Regions from separate parts of the Ovis aries genome. Here region 1 is linked to region 2. The links are chromatin contacts, called in public Hi-C maps. All regions are on one chromosome and are shown on one strand. Each heading gives the region's core, a stretch centred on a gene start, on an enhancer-like site or on the middle of the called end of the contact. The rest is flanking DNA. Distances are from core to core; before and after follow the strand shown. Region 1 holds the start of ITM2B (integral membrane protein 2B). Region 2 holds the start of LOC121820423 (a long non-coding RNA gene).

Region 1 (6,124 bases), core at 1,131-3,630, 90 kb after region 2:
AGGAATAGTGTTTTATTCCCGAGTTTTTAGACTAGAAATTGACTAAGGGCTAGTTAATTTTTGGATCAGGCAAACATCTTTGTTCAGTTTGTTAGTTTGTTTAATAGTGCTGTTTATAATTTTGTTTTCTTCCCTCATTCCCTATAGTGCAAAATGCCTTGGGTGTTTTTCCACCATTCTAGTATCATTAAAAGTGGAGCAGGAAGGATATGCTGCTGCTGCTGCTGAGTCGCTTCAGTCGTGTCCGACTCTGTGTGACCCATAGACAGCAGCCCACCAGGCTACCCTGTCCTTGGGATTCTCCAGGCAGGAACACTGGACTGGGTTGCCATTTCCTTCTCCAACGCATGAAAGAGAAAAGTGAAAGTGAAGTCGCTCAGTCATGTCCGACTCTTTGCGACCCCATGCACTGCAGCCCACCAGGCTCCTCCGCCCATGGGACTCTCCAGGCAAGGGTACTGGAGTGGGGTGCCATTGCCTTCTCCTAGGAAGGATATGTATAACCATTTATAATCATCTAGATCTTGCTTCCAAAATTTCTTGGTCTTCAATTGTAGAGTTGCAAGAAATCTCTGAAACTATGTCAGTTCACAGAGTCAACCCCACAGAGTTGATCCCTGGACCAGGGAAACCCAGGGAGTTTAAATAAGTCATTGCAAGTCATATGGCTAGCTAGGGTCAGGATGTGCCAGGACTTGACCTATCTCTTAGTATTTTCAACGGAACACATAACTCATTTGTAGTCGAATTTCAGAATGCTTAAGCAGACTCAGTGTTTGGTCTGGATTTCTACCTCAGTCCAGGATGACTCTTGCAAATATATGATCTGGAAGATTCTGAGATCTTGGTACGATTGCAGGGAGTTATGGTCTGATTATGGGCTTCCCAGGTGGCCCTAGTGGTAAAGAACCCACCTGCCAATGCAGGAGTTGTAGGAGACCACAACTTCCATCCCTGGATTGGGAAGATCCCCTGGAGGAGAACATGGCAACCCACTCCAGTATTCTTGCCTGAAGAACCTCATGGACAGAGGAGCCTGGTGGGCTACAGTCCATAGCCATGCAAAGAGATACATCTGAAGGGACTTAGCACTCAGGCATGGTGGGATTCTGTGGAGAGTCTAAGAGACTTAAACCCCCTCCTTGAACAGAACCAAATTCCCCAGAACCTCACACTCAACCCACTTTCTTCATGGTTGACTCAGAGCAGAGCTGACACAGCTGAAACATTCTAGAGTACGCCCACATCTCTGGCTTAATGTGGACAGAATGGAGTGGAACAAGGATTCAAGATCAATCATTCATCCAAAGGGTCATCTGTTGACCGTCATTAACTCAGTATCACTGCAGGCCCGTATCCTCTCTCGAATTAGTGGTAAATGAGATCTCTTCAAAACAAAATTTTGCTTTATCCATAATTTTTTTTTAATTTCGTAGAAAGCCGCTAAAGACTCATCAGCGAATATGAATCACAAATCAGCCCCGTGTTCATGTGGGTTCTGTCCAAGTCTACACAAGAGGGGAACATTTTGTTTTAGAAATGTGAGATGTATGAAATACAAATCTGCCAAGAACCTTCCTCTGAATTGCTTTGGGACTAGGCAGGGCAGCCTGGGACCTTGCGAGGGCGGCGCGGGGGGAGAAAACAAGGCAAGTGTGAGTCAGGTAACGCCCTTGGGTGGGGTCCGGGAAAGATAAAGAAGTGAGATCACAAGGATAGAGAGCACTGAATATTTGTGTTCCACTGAGTCGGATCCATAGTAAAGTTAGACAGTGGAGGTATGGAGGCCCCCAGAGTCCACAGCCTTTAGGTTTTCGGTGGGGGCAGCAGGCAGGGAAGGGTCGACCTGGTTCTGCCAGAGGTTAACGCACGGTCCAGGCGGACCCAGGAAAGTTCACCTAATTTTGCTAAAAAGCTGCAATCCTGTGCGCGGCGGTAAACAGGGTTGGAAGCGAAATCGGAACTGCAAAATCCAGGCCCTCGCACAAGAGCACCCCTCTTTCCTTCCCTGCCCGATCCCCTCCTCCCATCCGGGATGAGGGCAGGGCTCGCCGCCCCCCCCCGCAATCGGTTGCTCACTCTGGGTTCAGACTGCGGGACCCCGCCCATCTGGCCTCCGGCCCCGCCCCCGACCCCGCCCACCCGGATCGGCCCGCCCCCGGCGGGGAGCCAGCCGTCTCCGCCCTCGCCCCCGAGCTGCGAGGCTGCAGGACTGGTGCCGCAGTCGCCGCCTCGGCCACCGCGCAGCTGCCGGTCCACCTCCGCCACCGCTTAGCCGCGCTCGGAGCCCGGCCGAGGAGGCTGCCACCGCCGCCAGGAGCCCGCAGCCCGCGCCTCAAGCCCGCCGCCGCCGCCCTCCGAGGGCGCCCCAGGCCGCGCCATGGTGAAGGTGACGTTCAACTCGGCTCTGGCCCAGAAGGAGGCCAAGAAGGACGAGTCCAAGAGCGGCGAGGAGGCGCTCATCATCCCTCCGGACGCCGTTGCCGTGGACTGCAAGGTCCGAGGGCCGGGGCTCGGGGAAGTGGGCCCGCTGGGGCCCCGGGAGAGCTGCGCGGGGCTAGGGCGGCTGTGCGCCCCGGGACAGCGCGGGGCGCGCGCGGGACGGGGGTCCGTGAGAGGGCCGAGTACTCCCTTTTCTCGGGCTGCTCCCCGTTCTTGTCCGGCGCAGCTTCTTTGTAAGAAAGTGCGTGTACAGAAAGCGGTGCCCGGCGCGGAATCGGGGGCTTGGGGGCCTCCGGGGGAGGAGGATTGGAGAACCGGGCCGAGTGCACGGTGCTTGGTGCAGTCGAGGAATGTGCGTGGAGCCGTGCCGGGGTTCGTTCCACCTGGAGATCGGCGGCGACATGCAAAACGACAAAACAACAACAAGAGTTTGGCACGTCCTCCCAGTATAAATAATGTCCCTAAGATGGCTGACATCATTACAAGCCTAAACCGCAGTTGCTTCCTTACTTTCGTTTCCAGGCTGAACTGCACTGGAACTAAGTCCGGCTCCTGTAAGCCTCTTAATTTTAAAAGCGTTTTTTTTTTCTTTAACCTTCTCTTTTTCCACGGCCCTTTGGTAGCGGCAGGTGAACTTCGCCGTGGGGTCTGGAGAAGGAGGGAGCGGGCGAGGGGAGAAGGCAAGGTGATGGTCTGCTCAGAATAGATTCTGGCTGTTCATTTTATAACTGAAATATTCCCGGTAAAGGTTACTGATTACTATCTGGATGTTAGTGTAAAACCGACAGTTCACTTTTAAATTATATCAGCAACTTTACGAGAACCCCTTAAGCTAAGTGAAACTAAACAAACTTGTCCTAAGTCTCTTTCAAAATTGTCCTTCATCCCTTTTAAAATTGTCCTCGGTCCCTTCAACAACTTTTCTTTATTTTACAAAATCCCCCTTTTAGCCCTAAGCAGAAATCCAGAGAGGAACTATTATCGTGCTACAGTAATAGTCGTTTAGGATGTGATTGTCTCAGAAGTTGAATAAACAGGAAAGGTTCACAACCTTTCTACCAGATCTTCTTCAGGCTGCAAAAATTTAATTCTATAGAAATTAGTTGTAGAATTATTTATGTTCCTAACTTTTAATTTTTTTGTTAGCATTTTTCAAGACCTGCCGTAAGTAGGGTAAACTTAGTTTTAACTTAAAAAAAAAACCCCAGTAACTTGTGCAGGTATTAAGGACTGTTATTTAATATATTACTACTACTGGGAAACACAGTGTGAAAAATGGTTGAAAATACAGTGTTAATCTGCACGTGCCTGTACTGGATTTTTGGAAATGTTCTAGTTAAAAACACTAATGTCAGGAGTTGATTTTTTAAATGACTGTCTTGCCTTGAAATAGGAAGTGGACAGATTGCCTAAAAGGATTAAGCGTTTTGGCATTGGTATTGTTTGCCTGAATCCATTGCAGAGAGTCTAGGTTTTAGAGAAAATGTTTGGAATCCACAGAGGATAATTGCAGCAGCAAATTATTATCTGAGCTCTGTATTTGTCTAACATTCATTGTACCTAAATTAAATTGATAGTCAAGTACCCCATCATAACAGACTGAAATACATATATAGAGATTAGGTAGATTTTAATCCTATTACATATCTTTTAAAAAATCCTATGAACAAATATAATTCCTCTCACTAAAAAAGAGAGGAAGAAAGGATCCGATGATGTCACTTCAGATAGCTTTTCCCTGTTCCTGTTGTGAAAGAGATTTGAAACGCTGGACAAAAATCAGAATAATTTGCTGGGTAGCTGTAAATCTGATTTTGGACATTTATTGTCATTTCTGAAACGGTGACTGTGTTTTCAGGTTCTCAGAATTTCTCAATTTCACCATATTCAAATATTGTGGTCATAGCAGCAGTTAAAAAAGTAACCATTCCTAGCTGTTTTCTCAGATCCCCATATCCAAAGAAAAATACTGGAACTAAGCTGTGAGGGCCTGTCTTCCTTTATAACCACACAGCAATCATGGATGAACTGGCACATACAAAATGACTAATGCTTTTTCGAGCTGTGAACTCAAAGACCTCTTAAGTGAGTAACAGAATATTGCTGTACATTAGAAGGAGAATCATTATAACCCGTCAGTCACTTAACAGTAAATGCAAACCTTACTTAGTAACAGGCATTTGCAGACGGTCTCTTACAGCTGGGACAGTGATTACATAATGTTCTGACTCCTTCGGGTGACTGTACCGTGACCACCGAGTTTGACTCTCCGAATTCTGCACAGAATCAGCCTTCCTGTGTTTGCCTGGGGCATTTCCTTGCCTGGTTGGTCAAGAGGATCCGGTTTAGCTAGTTATGAGCAAGAACTCCTGAACAAGAATTTTGAGTATCTTTAACTCTCCCAGACCACAGTGTCCTGAAGACCATTGTTTCTCCAGATATCCCCTTAAGGATCACCTAGTATCACCTGGGATTCTGATTTTAAAATGCAGATTCTTCAGACCTTCTGCAGTAAAGAATTCTGATCGCTCCAGTCAGCTGGCTTATGTAACTCACATTCCAGTACTTTTACACTGCTCCTGTCTTTTGCCATTTCTTTAGCTCTTTTCTCTGGAAGCTGTTGCATTGTCCTATCTTTTAGATTTGTCTTTTCAGTAGCTATTAATCCCAGCAGCCACGTCTGTGGATTATATTGTCTCAACTAGCTTGCTGTTTATTATTATTTCTCTACAAATCCCCCTAGGTTTTATGTAATAGAGGTGAATTTGAAATTATGAATGTTTTATGTGAGAGGCAGCTATTCATTCATGAACTTTTGTGTTTTTACTTTGAACTTTGAAACATTGTTTGTTATATACGTGTAAATATCAAAGAAAATACTTACTGTCCTGAGTCAGAAGTCCCAGTTTTGTCAGTACACAACTGCTTGATCTTGGGTTTAAGCTTTTTTATTTTTTTGAAGAGTTCTTTATGTGTAAGATGACAGGGTAGGACCAGATGGTCTGTGGAGGACTCTTCCAGTTTTAAAATTCTATGAAAATGGCAAGAATTACATAATTATATTTGGCAGGAGTCAGATTGTTTTAACTGTTCCCCTCTCACCCTAACTAGACTGTTCCTTTTTTCCTCCCCTTGTTCAGCTTGTTACATGTCTTCCTCTTATTAAGTAGCTGTGGGTCACGGAGAAAAGAGATGGCTAGAGGTATTATGTAATAAGCTAAATTTTGGTTTTGGGTTACCTCACTGTAGAAGAGTAGCTGTCAATAACTCCTGTTGTCATGCCTGATTATGAAATGCCTTTTCCCGTTTCAGGCCTCGAAGAAGCTCAAGTTTTCTTCCTAGGTATCCCTGTAAATTGTTTTGCTGATAAATAATGTTGCCTCTTCTCTGCAGTACATTGTAGTTGTAGACATCCTTAAAAGGAAAAGTGAAATGCTTGTGGAGGGGAAAGAAAGGGGAGGATGGAAGCCTAAGTGAAGGGCTACTAACCCAGTAAGTTCTGAGTCAGCCATCACAAAACAGCTATCTCCCTCCTAATTCTTTTCACTTTCTGGCATTTCTCTCTGCATAAAACAGGACTGGTCATTTAGCTTTTTGGTGATGTTGGTGTTCATTTTATTTTTTGTTTGGGGTAGGGGACTAGAGGGGAAGAGGAACATAAAGTCTGACGTCATATACTGAA
Region 2 (7,018 bases), core at 2,163-4,662:
GAGTCCCAGAGTCCATACTCCTGGTTATTGTTGTTGTTCAGTCACTAAGTCGGGTCCGACTCTCTGTGACCCCATGGACTGCAGCACTCCAAGCTTTCCCCGTCCTTCACCATCTCCCGGGGCTTGCTCAAACTCTTGGCCATAGTTGAAAGGAAACTGATTTGGAGAGAAGATGGCCCAGGAGACAAAACTCTGCTACATGGATGATGTTGCCTAAAGTCAGCCTGTTTACTTCTGAGTGTTGGAATGAGAAGGAGTCCATGCAGAGGTGTTTTATCTTGTCACAGAGTTGTGCATTTGCTACTTACAGGAGCTCCAGTGCTGGGGAGGACGTTACATTGGGTCCTATGGAACATTTTGATACCGCCTTGGTTCCCAAGTGTGTATGGCTTTGCTGCCTGAATTAGTAATCCTGTTGCAGTTATTTAAGCTTTCTATGCCTCTGAGTGCACATTTGGAAGCTGGGTTCGTTCCACTTGTCAGCTTCCTGACTCAGAGGAATGCCAAGGGCTAGTGGACTGATCCATGCAAAGTGCGTTGAGCCATAAACCAGGACTAACTGAACTTTGAGAGAACAGTGTGACTTGGCAGCTGAATTTGGATTAAGGGGAGTGGTAGGATAGTCTCACAGTAGCCTCTGGATGTTCTTGGTTCGGCCGCCTGGTCTGCTAGGGCTGCCTGAATTCCCCTCTAGGCTTTCAAGCGGCCCCGCTATAATGAAGGGCAACTGTCTAGTAGACTTGGGCCATGTCCATATAGTCTGGGATTGTTCCAATTATGTAGAGATAAAAATTCCTAATTCAAAACAAGAATCTTCAAGCCAGGACTTTGAAAGCCATTACTTATCAAAAAAGGTTAAAAAGAACTGGATCGACTCCAAGGAAACGTTTAACCTAATAGCAAACACCATACCTTAGGATTCAATTCAAATGATACTGATCTAATTGACATTACAAGGGCAGAACCATTGGAAAGTTGTTTAAATAATAATAATAATAATAATGATTTATAAAGAGACATGGGTAAGAAGATGCCCAAGACAAAGAGGATGGGGAGAGATGTCTCAGTTATAGCTACGATTAAGAAACAGCAAACCCAAAAGAAGTATAAAGCTACTTTTTTTTAAAACAAGAAAAATGTGTCTGATTAGTCCACACTATCTACTGGAATTTCTCTTCCATTTTTTTAAGCATAGAACTATTAATTGCCAACCTATGTCTTCAGATAAAACCGATGAAAGCAGGAGGGTGATCACAATATTTTTAATGGATGCAGTTATTAACTCAATGATTTCACCTCGGATTTTTGGTCTTCTAAGGACAGAGTTATATCTTGGGGCAGTCAGGTCTCTCTCGACCCAAGAAAGGATCATGTGAGCTAAAAAATAAACACAACCAGTGGGGACCAAGGTGGGAATTCAGGATCGGAAATAGGACAGATTAAAATAGTTTACGGAAAGAGTGTGAGAGCAAGGGAAGGAAATTGAATGACAGAAGGGAAGACCGTACAGTATTAAGAAGCAACAAACCCAAAACAAGAAAACTAAGAGAGTTTTTCTGAGTGCTGCTGTAATTCAAACCGTTTCAAATAAAAACTGTGACAAATTGCAGAAAACTTGAGATACAGATTTGGTTTAAAGAGGCTAAGACTTCCTTGTGGGAGCTGCCTAGGCTCGTCAGTGTTTTCTTAGCGTTAGTGGCAGCTCATTAGTGTTAAACTTGGCAGTGTTTTTTCGTATCTATGGGTTCTTCTCTTTAAATACTCAAGGCCCTGTCTATTCCTCACAAAAGGAGAATAGTGATACAGATTTTTAGTGTGAAAGTAAGGCAAGGTATAATCTTCCCAGAAGTATTTGGGAGACTAAAGCATCACGAGAAGGAATTTTTCAGGTCAAAAGCTGGTGGACGAGGTACAAGAACCTTCCTGGTATCCCTTCTCCCAAATCTCATGGAAGGCAGTTTCTGCTTTTGCTTCTGTCTCCCATGACCCCGTTTATGTTGGCAGTTACCTGGTTCACAGACACATCTTCACAGGGTCTTTGCTGCATTGAAAGAGGTTCCCTTCACTAAAGAACAATGGGATTTGTGGAAGAAAAAGGTCATTTAGGTAAATCCACGCCATTGAGATGGGAGGTAAGGGGGCAGGCCACACCTTAAAAGAATGGCGTAGCCATCGAGGATACAACAAAAACTGGTTACCACCTACTAGGCCCCAAAGGGTGGAAGATTCCACTTCTGGTACACCCTGAACCTCTTCCACACTCACTGTGATACAGTAACATCTAAATGACAAACCCACAGGCACAATGTTACGTTCAATCTGTGATAAGGTCTTTGAAGGTCCACTACCGAGCGGTTCCTGTTTTATGTGTCAGGGAGACAGACAGTCATTAACCAGCCCATTTCACATAGAAAACGTCCATTGCGTTTGCTGAGGATGGGGTTGCCGGGGCTGATGCTCTGCGTCTCTGTGTCTAAGCCTGTTTACAGGGAGGTGAAGGATAGCTTCCTTGCCCACACTCTGCGGGCTGCCCCACCCTGCGCTGGCCTCAGGAAGGAAGGGTGGAGCAGGCACACAGAGTTTTGACAATGCTCCAGGACTTTGCACCCCAAATATTTACTGAGACAGTCAGGTAATTCTTTAGAGAGGCTGGGCCTAACCTATAAAAAAAGCTGGCAGAGGGACAGGAGAAGAAAGAAGTGCTCCCTCTGTCTGGAAAAGGCGTGCTCCGTGTGCCTGTAATAATTGCAAAAGCCTCGATACAGAAACACAGGGATGGTCCTCCACACCCTCTTGCAACTGATCACCCATCTGACAGCTCAGCTTCAGGGCAAGGAGCCTAGGCAGCTCCCACACACTGCTCTCCTGGGTCTATAGGCAGCTGTTTCCTCTGCCTGGAAGAGGCTCTTCTCACTTAAAGCTACCTTTTCTTCGCAGAGTCCTCTCCAGCCCTCTCCACATCCCACTTCCTGTATTAAGCTTCTCCCAGCTGTCTCAGCCCACAGTCATCACTTTGCTCTTTGGCCTCCCACACCACTCGCCCAGCACTTGGTAATTTCTGTGGTTGATCTGTTTATCCCTTCAACTCCCCCCGCCCCACCACTGGACTTTGTCCGAAACAGTCAGCCTTGACAACGTGCTTATAAATGATGATAAATCATTGCAGTAGAGTGGTTTAGGCATGCCTGACACAAGTTCATGCTTGTGTAACTTTTAACTCAAATGAAAAGTTTTTCATGGCTAGCACTTTCGAAAGGCAGTAAATCCTTAGTGTGTGACTGTTTTCAAACATTGTGGATTTTTCAAGGAGGCATAAGGAACAGGCCTCATCAGATCTGGGGAAAGAGAGGAACAAAAGCAGGTTCACAGAGTCCTAAAAGCACACTGGTGTGACCCACTCGTCCTGCTCACCCGGAACTTTGCCAGTTTCAACACCGAAAGTCCTGTGTCTCAGTCCCAGGCAGACCTGGACAGCTGGTCACTTAGCAGGTGGCCAGTGCACATTTTGATAAGAAGCAAATGCAGGTCTTAACTAATGGACTGCACCTACTTTATCTTCTCTCCTCTCAAATCCTGGTGCCACAGCCTCTCCAAGGACACTCCACTCTCTGGTGACAAGTGGAGAAGCAGGCAATGATGCCCACTTCTCGAGAAGGAACCTTGAGTTTATTCAACTCTGCTCACTACAGAAGCCATCTCAGGCCTGGGAGGACAGACGGTCAAGGGAAAAAGCTTTGTACAGAGTTCTCACAAAACAGAAACTAAAAGGAATATTTGGAACAGGAAACAGTGACCTTGATGGCACGATTCCCAAAGGGAGAGGCAAAAGGCAGCGATTCAGGAAGGCAAAAGTCCAGGGTCCACGGGAAGTCCGTCTCACGCTGAGCATTCCACACCAGGCTTGCTCCGTGCCTCTCCAGAGCATCTGCTTTGATAACGCTCCTGGGCAATCCGGCCAACTATGACAATTCAAGTGGCTTGGCGCTAGCAGTAAAGAATCTGCCTGCCACTGCAGGAGACGCAAGAGACATGGGTTCAATCCCTGGGTCGGGAAGATCCCCTGGTAAGGGAATGGCAACCCACTCCAGTATTCTTGCCTGGAGAATCCCATGGACAGAGAAGCCTGGTGGGCTACAGTCCGTAGGGTTGCAAAGAGTCGGACACGACTGAAGTGACTTAGCACACACAGAACAGATAAACAAGAAGACTAGAACCTACGACCACAAATACCTCTGAATATCACAGCAATCAGCAGGACTAGTAATACTTTCTGAGCCCACAAAGTCTCTTATGAGAATAGATACATTTGGAAAGCCCAGATGGTCCTGAAATGAGCATAACGATAGATAGATACATCATCAATAATGGTACACATAAAAAACCAGTCCAGGTCGATAGTTTGTATCATGATGAGAAATTTTTCCATAATAAAATAACAGAATGAAGCATTTTAATCTGTACAACATATAACCCAGTAACTCACAACAACAACAAAAAGTGTAATTGGGAAATGGAAATATTACTGCCTGTGTCTCTTTATATCACTGAAGATTTAGGTGGAGCTGATTTCTCTAAGCGTGGTTTCCTTTGACTGATAATGCTCATGTGTCCCAGGACCAACTTGGCCGGGGGTGGGGATGGGAGGCTGAAATTTAGGGTGTCCAGGGTGTCTCCTGCAGGAATGTGCTCTAACCACCAGAGGGTATTCTTTCCTCCTTTGGACTGTAGGCAAGTTTCTGGAACCACAAACTAACCCTAAACCAACCCCCTACTAAAAATGGGCCAGGCCAGATCACAGGAAAGTGCACTGATTCATAATATTCACACACATTCCCCCTTGTCTTTCCATTTGAGAGACGGTTCAGTTTTCTTCAGCTCAGAGGATCATGCTGGCAGCAGGCCAACCTATACACAGAGTAGAAAACAAATGACATCTCTCCTGCTGGTCAAGGCAAGAGAGGAGTCACTTCAGAAATAAGTCCAGCGGTTATTTCAGATGATCCAGACCACACGCACCCCCCCCCCCCCCCCCCCCCCCCACCGCAACAGTTGCCCACCCCAGCCCCCACTCCTCATGGGTAGAGCAGGATTTTCAAGAAAGTGCGGATGCCCTGGTCAGAAAGAAAGCGGAGGGATTTCAGGGGCTGTGGGGCCTCCTGCCTGAATTTTGATCCAGGCTAATTTACAACTGAAAAAGGCCCAAGTCTCATTGGAGACCAGAAAGCCTAGGAAAGTTACCAGAGAGATATTTGACAACGTCCAGAGTCAGCCCGGGAGTCTGTCCCAGCGCATTAATATACCAAGTTTAGAAAGCAAGGTCCTGGAAAGATGCCCCAGGGAGATGCCCAAGGGAGTCAGTTTGAATCCGGCCAAATGCTTACTCTGAAAAAAGGAAGACTTTGTCCCTTCTAGCTTGTTCAGTGCCAGAAGCTCTTTCAGGGAGAAAGGCCGTGAAATTGAGAAATATGGGATATCGGGTTATCTGCCCAACAGAAGGCAGCTTCAGCAAACCCAAACTTCAAGTTGATATTTTCCTCTTGTTTTTCAAATGACTTCAAATAATACTTATTTGCTGCTAAAAATTCAAACAGTACAGAAATAAAAGTAAGAAGTGAAGCGCTTTCGTCTCACAGCCAGCCTACTCCCTACAGCCCCACTCACCAGAAATACTGTGGATAATGGCTCATGCTTTCCAGGGCTTCCGATTTCTATGAATTACAAAAAACTGATCTCTCTGCTCATCTAGTTCTCCATCTCTTCACCTCATATCTCTCTCAATCATCCGCTCGGGGATTTTTGTTGTCGTTGTTTTGTTTTGTAAAAAATGGAGATCCTGAAACAGATAGATATTATTTGACTTGAGATGGTCGTTGCACAAATTATTACATTTTTCCAGGTCCTCATTCCATTTAGTTGTGACACTGGGTCGTTCCGTTGCGCAGACGTGCCAAAAGCCAGTGCCCTATGGATGGACGTTTATGTTGTTTGCAATTTCTCCTCCTATTACAAAAATGCTATAGGGCAATTCTTAACTAAAAGAAATAACTATTAACGGGAATTAATAGATATTAATTGACCCATTAATAACTATTAATAGGTTGTATTATGGTTCAGCCCCTGCCTGTGCTAAGCCCTCTAGAGGATGTTAAGGTGAATAAAACAGATTTTTTTTTTTTTGCCTTCCTGGAGTTTGCTCTCTAGTAGGGAAGATCTATAAGCATCCAACTGACGCAAGAAAAAATGACTTAAATACTAAGAACTTGGACAAGTGGGATATTCAAACATACAACACATTCCCTGCCTAGAGAGCATACAGAAAGGAGTTATCCAATACTGACAGCTGGGGTGAGAGAAGGTTTGATAAGCAGGCTTCATCTATGGAGAGATTTGCTGTAGTGTTTGATGTAGGGAAACTGATATGGGAGCTTGTAAAACTCCTTTAAAAAATTTTTTTTATTTTAATTTATTTGGCTGCGCTGGGTCTTAGTTGTGTCTTATGGGATCTAATTCCCTGAGCAGGGGTTGAATCTGGGCACCTTGCATTGGGAGTGTGGAGTCTCAGCCGTTGGGCCACCGGGCAAATCCCCATAGAAGCCTTAAAATCATCCTGTTGACCGGGACAGAGGACTCTAGTATTTTTGCTTTTGAATTTCCTGTAACAAACACAGTCTCAGACAGGACTAGGAATGCTCTGTCCTTCTTGCAGGCGTGCTTGACTGAGTTTAGTCTACAACTTTGTCTCACAACCTGAAATATCCATTTACAAATACCCAACATACTTATTGCTTTTGCTGTATCTCCAGATTTTCTGGGCGAGAGTGTGATCTCTACATAAGCGCATCACAATTGAATTACTTGTTCCATCTGGTGTGACTGTCCGGAGAAAGAGGTTTTACTGGTACTCCAAATCCAATGGTATGTTATAAAAAGAAAACATGAAATAACTTGCCTGTGATAACAAATCTCTGTAAGTCAGAATCTTCCCAGCCATCATGTACATATGCTGAAAGGAGAAGTT

Evidence for each region. Hi-C and Micro-C count contacts between places; a contact is called where the count stands out from the background.
Region 1: a contact with region 2 is called in a Hi-C map of liver, with 3 times the contacts expected there. The contact joins the promoter of ITM2B here to the enhancer-like site in region 2. A contact is called at or near these places in 12 of 16 Hi-C or Micro-C datasets (blood, hypothalamus, liver and 5 more).

Annotation. Positions count from the first base shown.
Region 1 is chr10:18,371,603-18,377,726 of ARS-UI_Ramb_v3.0, forward strand. ITM2B (integral membrane protein 2B) reads left to right here and starts at 2,381. Exons shown (of 6, transcript NM_001134304.1): 1 at 2,381-2,497. The coding sequence starts at 2,381.
Region 2 is chr10:18,280,554-18,287,571 of ARS-UI_Ramb_v3.0, forward strand. LOC121820421 (a long non-coding RNA gene) reads left to right here. Exons shown (of 7, transcript XR_006060915.2): 5 at 6,804-6,915. It overlaps LOC121820423 (a long non-coding RNA gene), which reads right to left and starts at 5,984. Exons shown (of 3, transcript XR_006060917.2): 1 at 5,662-5,984; 2 at 5,382-5,575; 3 at 1-4,905. Within about 2 kb of position 3,413, at least 32 of the 54 cell types and tissues checked have an H3K27ac peak or open chromatin away from gene starts, as enhancers often do. A contact at or near this core is called in liver, where this site is marked.